2 separate regions of the Sus scrofa genome follow, and region 1 is linked to region 2. Evidence: chromatin contacts called from public HiChIP or PLAC-seq data. All regions are on one chromosome and are shown on one strand. Each heading gives the region's core, a stretch centred on a gene start, on an enhancer-like site or on the middle of the called end of the contact. The rest is flanking DNA. Distances are from core to core; before and after follow the strand shown.

Region 1 (2,700 bases), core at 105-2,604, 440 kb after region 2:
CTCTCTAAAAATACAGAAAGAACAATTATTCTCCTTTGAACTTAGAATATGTATTCTCAAAGGACCTTAGCTGAAAAAAACTGCTGAATTCATTTCAAACTATTCACTTTAAAATTGTTTAATCCATTAAAGTACCTACCAAGCTATACCATTTGATTGTCATTTATTTTACTGAAGTCTACTCAGTGAAAATATTTTATTCTCAGGAAAGAAAATTAATTCATTTTTTAATTCTGTTTTCAGCCTGGTCTGAAACTATCAGAATCAGCTTTGGGGTTCAGTCACAAAGAGGAACTTCATAATAGTGCATTCAAATAGCCAAATCAGATTTTTCTACCAAATAAGTGCAATGGAAGCAAGCTCTCATCTAAATGTGGAAACTATGATCTCATGCCAGAATTTTAGGGAAATGAACTTTATGTCTAGTGACCCTTAATATCAGGAATTATTATTCCTCATTTGTTAAATTTCTACCTGTAAAGAACAAATCTAAGATATCTGTCTTAATAGAGTTTTTAGAAAATAATTTGGAAAAAAACAAAAATAGAAATAGGTCTTGTGTAAAGATTGTGATATTTCAAGTGATCATGGTTTTTTTTCTCTAAATATGTCTTTATTATTCTTTCATATCATTTTTGTAGTTTTTATTGAAATACAGTTAATTTACAAGGTTGTGTTAGTTTCAAGTGTACAGCAAAATGATTCAGGTATATAGATAGATATAAATATATTAAAATAAATATATATGTTCTTTTTCAGGTTATTTTCCATTATAGGTAATCATGCCATATTTTATAATGCAAAAACACCCAAGAGCTTTAACATATTTTTATATATTTCCTCCTGTGTTAAGGAAAAAGTATAAGCTCACAAAATATGAACATGCCTGATTTCTCGTATGTTTTTTGGTTTGTTTTTATTGTTGCTCAGTTCAGTACATTTAAAACTATCATAATATTTTGTAGAAAAGTGTTTCTACATGAATGAACTCTTTCTGAAATCCCCTAAATCTTACATTGGCCAAAGCTAGATTTACTGGCATAAAGAGTCCTCAGCTTCCTGCTTCTGACCCATAATTTTATATGTGAAAGTCATCGTCAAAGCTTGCAAGGCAAGTTGTGTTGAGCATTTCCAGATACCAAACCTCCCCTCTGTGATTTCAAAAAGTCAACAGCTGCTCAGCCTGTTCTTCCCATCACTGTTCTTGATTGCGTTAGAAAAAAAAAAAAATCCATCTCTAAAAAAATTGTGAAAACTGAGAACAGAAAAGCAACCAGTGGCAACTGAGAGGCACTATGCTGTTATCATCCTCAGCTCATTTTCTTGGGCTTTTGCCCAATGGGACTGAATTCTCTTCACAGCAAGGGATGGTTTCAGCTGACCTGCTGTGAATGTCCCAAGTGAGTCACTGCCGTTAACTCCATCAACGCCATTTGCTGTCCACTTGGACATTTCTGAACAGCTGCTGGGCTCCAGTGCCAACTTCTAACTGGAAATATGGCTGGTCTGACTCAGTTTCAGAAGGGACAAGAGGGAAGGAGGGAGGAGGGGAGGGGGGAGAGAGAAAACACACATGCCTCCTCCTCTCAAAAAAGACTGACAACTCTGTTTTTTTCCATTGATTATGGTGGAAAAACTTTTTGAAGAAGTGAGAATACTAAACTCAGTTTGTCACATCTCCCTATTTTGTCTCATTATTTTATTCATGAAGTTGGGTTGGGATTTTATATTGAAGTTATGCGTTGATGTGGAAATTTGCAACCCATAACATGTCACCCCATTTCCACTTTTTTTTTAGCCATATTCATCTTATTTTCCAAACGCAAAAGTGAATATTTCCTTTACTCTAAAAATATTTTTCATAAAATTGAAAATCCATTTTGAATCAATCAACAACTTTTTTTGGAGCATTTGCTAGAACAGGCTTCTGGACTAGACATTAACGAGGATTCTGAGAAATATCAGACATGATCCTTGGATTCAAGAATTTGTAATAAAATGAAGAGAAAAGGCCTGTTGAAATAGATGGTCCAGGAACAATATGAGGGAGTTTGCGTAAAAGTGCCAGATGCCTGGTAGAGCTACCAGGGGCTGCAAGAACTCAGAGCAAGTCTCTGGGCTGGTGGTTTTAAATCTGGGATGATGGTAACTGATACTAACAACTGAAATTAAATTAACTTTATAAACATGGACTCTGTCATAGCTGGGCATGCAGCCTAAGTGTCTAAGTTAAAGGCTGAAATATGCTCACATGACCTCAGCATTTTATTTCAGGGGACGTCTTTGATTTATATGTGCATTGTTGTGTGTGCAAACACACATGAACATTTTTTAAAAACTCTTATATTACCAGAGACACTGAGGAAGTGACAGAATACTTGTTCTCTTGTGGACATTTATCTACTATTTTGTGGGAAGTGAACAAACATCAGTCAGGTCTCCGGGACTTACTAAGAGTTATAAAATTGATTAATAGGGTTAAAAGGGTGCTTTCATTTTTTTTTTTTAGCATTTTGATAACTTTATTTTTTTATTTAATGATTTTTATTTTTTTTCCATTATACCTGGTTTACAGGGTTTTTTAAATTTTCTTCTGTCCAGCAAGGTGACCCAGTCACATATACACATATACATTCCTTTTTCTCACATTATCATGCTCCATCATAAGTGACTAGCCATTCCTTTTTCTCACATTATCGT
Region 2 (2,767 bases), core at 115-2,614:
TCTCAGAAGTAGAGAGAGACAGACTGGGCTAAGAGTAATCAACAGAAAGCCAGAGCAGCTGTATTAATTTTACACAAAATCGACTTCAGACGAAGGAAAGATTTCAGGGATAAAGAAGGGAATTACATGATGGAAAAGCTCATGTCTAAGACACAAAAATCCTTAACATATATGTATCTAACAAGAGAGTGTCCAAAAACATGAGGCACGATCTGACGGGACTTCCGAGAGAAAGAGAAAAATACACTTCTAGCTGAAGACTTCACAACCCTCTCAGTGACTGCTCCATCAAGCAGGCAGAAAATCAGGGCATGGTTGATCTGAACAGCGCTACCAACTGACTTGATCTAATGAGCATCTTTGGAAAATTCCATCCAGCAACAGCAGAATACACATTCTTCTCAAGCTCACAGGAAACCTTCACTAAAACAGACCACAAAACACACCTCAAATTTAAAATAACATAAGTCATCCCAAATATATTCTCAGTCCACATGAATTTCAGCTAAAAAAAAAACCAATAACGGGAAGATAGCTGGAAAGTACCCAAATATTTGGAGCTTCTCACACTTCTAAATAACTTGTGGGTCAAATAAGCATCAAGAGAAATTAAAATGTACTTTAAACTAAATGAAAATCCAACATCACAATTTGTGGGATGCTGTAGAAACAGTGCTTAGAAGGACATTTATAGCATCCGGTGCATATTAGAAAAGAAGAACAATCCAGAATCAATAAGTTTCCACCTTAGGAAATGAAAGGGGAAAAAAAGAGCAAAATAAACCTAAAGCAAGCAAGAAAAATAAGAGTAGAAATCAGAGAAATTGAGTACAAGAAAGTGGCAGGAACTGCACGAAACTAAAAGCTGCTCGTTGTAAAGTTTAAAACGTCCTACTCTGTTCTCATGTCTCCCAGGCCAGAGGAAGGGCAGCGATGCCTCCTGATCCCCCCTTGACACTTATCTCTGTGGGGCTTTTTAACGCCCCCCTCAAAACCTGGGTCCCCAGTAACAGCTCACATGTCCTGGGATACCATGTCTCAGCCTAGGGCCAGAGAAGGTTGACAGGGCCTTTTCCTTGGCTGTTTGGCTGATACCTTCAAAGACCTGGTCTTTCAGTTACCTTTCAGAGCCATTTAAAAACCAAGACAGGACAGTTAAGTATGCTATGGGGCCTTAGTGTCTATTTTTAAAAGACCAAACCTGTGTGGTGAACATAGAAACCCTCAGGGCAGCACTGTTTTTTTCCCTAGAGGATTTTCCCCCTTTTCAGCTTGGAAGACAGCAGGGCAGTTCCCAGGGTGCCCTCCAAGTTCACCTCAGTCATGGGCAGCTGGTGTAATGCCCTTTTGGATGGCTCAGAGCTCACAACAGGATGTGACTCAGGACTCAGAGATGTGAGTCAGTTTCCAGGGTGATGTGTCAGGGCGAGCCCCGGTGGTGGCTGGCATCTCCCTGTCTGGGACCCCTGAAGACAGATCTGGGCTCCCCCTGTGAACAAAAGGGCTGTCCCCGGAACTGTGGGATATCAGCTTTCATGGCCCTGGGGCCTGGAAATTCGCTGCTATGAAAGAGGCCTTTCCCTCCAAGTCCCACTGTCCAGCTGAAGCGCCGTTTCCTCCGCCGGGGCAGTGCAAGTGTAACACAGCACCGCAAGCGGGCGTCCTTGTCACCTGCAAGTGTGCCCAGGTAGCAGACACTGGGTTAGCCTGGGGTTGCTATCAGTGAAATCCCCTGATAACGTGAGGCAGTTCCCACCAGCTCTGGATCCTGGAAAAAGAAGTTGGGAAAGAGCTCTGAGACCTGCCAACCGTTTGTCTCCTGCTGGCTGCAGACATCTTGGTTACTCATGTACAGCTAAGATGCATTCATTGTTCCAGCAATTACTTTGAAGGGAAGCATCCAGCACCAAGCTGGGGCAGAGACCTGCCTGCAGATGCAGTGTTTCAGGGTTTTGAGGGATCCTGTCCTTGGAGCTGACTGGAGGGCCTGCGAGGTGGCAGACTGCCTGCGGGAGGGCAGCGGAACTGTGGCCACGACCCTACCACTCAATGCCTTGGGGACCACATTCTGTGCCCCATGGAGGGAGGTTTTGTGGCTTTGCAGTCAGGTTGCTGGCAGTCCGGAATGCGGAATGCTGGTTCTTACCGTCAGACAGCTGCCTCCAGCCCCGGTGCTCACCACCAGGCCTTTGCTCTCTAACCTCTGTTTCCTCATCTCTAAAAATGGGGGTAACGAGACTCACCTGCCTTACAGGTGTGAGCGTTAATTACTGTTTGTGGCACAGCTTTGAGAGCCACAGATGAAAGGCGCTCTATAAACGCTAAGAGCTCTTCCTCATTAGAGTTGCCAGACAGTTCCCAGGGGAAACAGTCCAACCCTCGCCACGAGGCCTCTCCCCCTCGGCCAGAGCAGTCTGAGCTGTGTCTGGAAAAAGGCTCTAGACTCAGGCACAGTTGTCTCTGAGGCAGGGTTTGGGAGTAAGTCACTGGCTTCTAGAAAAGACGGGGTTTGGATAACACCTCCGATTCTCTGCCAGCAGTGTCTCCCTAAATCGGAGGAAAGTGGCCCTTGGTTCACATGGGTCCAGGGCCAAGCAGGCACCTTCTGGTCTCTGCTCTGTCCTCCCTTGCAGACAGATTACTTTCCTGGACTTTATTATTATTAGCTTTTTTTTTTTTTTTGCCTTTTTTTGCTATTTCTTGGGCCGCTCCCGCGGCATATGGAGGTTCCCAGGCTAGGGGTTGAATCAGAGCTGTAGCCACCGGC

What was found. HiChIP or PLAC-seq counts read pairs in DNA pulled down with a chosen protein or histone mark.
Region 1: an H3K27ac HiChIP or PLAC-seq map of alveolar macrophages shows a contact between it and region 2. The contact joins two enhancer-like sites. A contact is called at or near these places in 2 of 2 datasets of contacts at active chromatin or transcription factors (alveolar macrophages and skeletal muscle).

What each region holds. Positions count from the first base shown.
Region 1 is chr13:198,833,292-198,835,991 of Sscrofa11.1, forward strand. All of the region lies in intron 1 of LOC106505851 (a long non-coding RNA gene), which reads left to right. Among named protein-coding and RNA genes, the nearest start is that of RUNX1, 200 kb to the left of the region's middle. Within about 2 kb of position 1,355, at least 19 of the 83 cell types and tissues checked have an H3K27ac peak or open chromatin away from gene starts, as enhancers often do. A contact at or near this core is called in alveolar macrophages and skeletal muscle, where this site is marked.
Region 2 is chr13:198,389,332-198,392,098 of Sscrofa11.1, forward strand. All of the region lies in intron 6 of RUNX1 (runt related transcription factor 1), which reads right to left. Among named protein-coding and RNA genes, the nearest start is that of CLIC6, 140 kb to the left of the region's middle. Within about 2 kb of position 1,365, at least 15 of the 83 cell types and tissues checked have an H3K27ac peak or open chromatin away from gene starts, as enhancers often do. A contact at or near this core is called in alveolar macrophages and skeletal muscle, where this site is marked.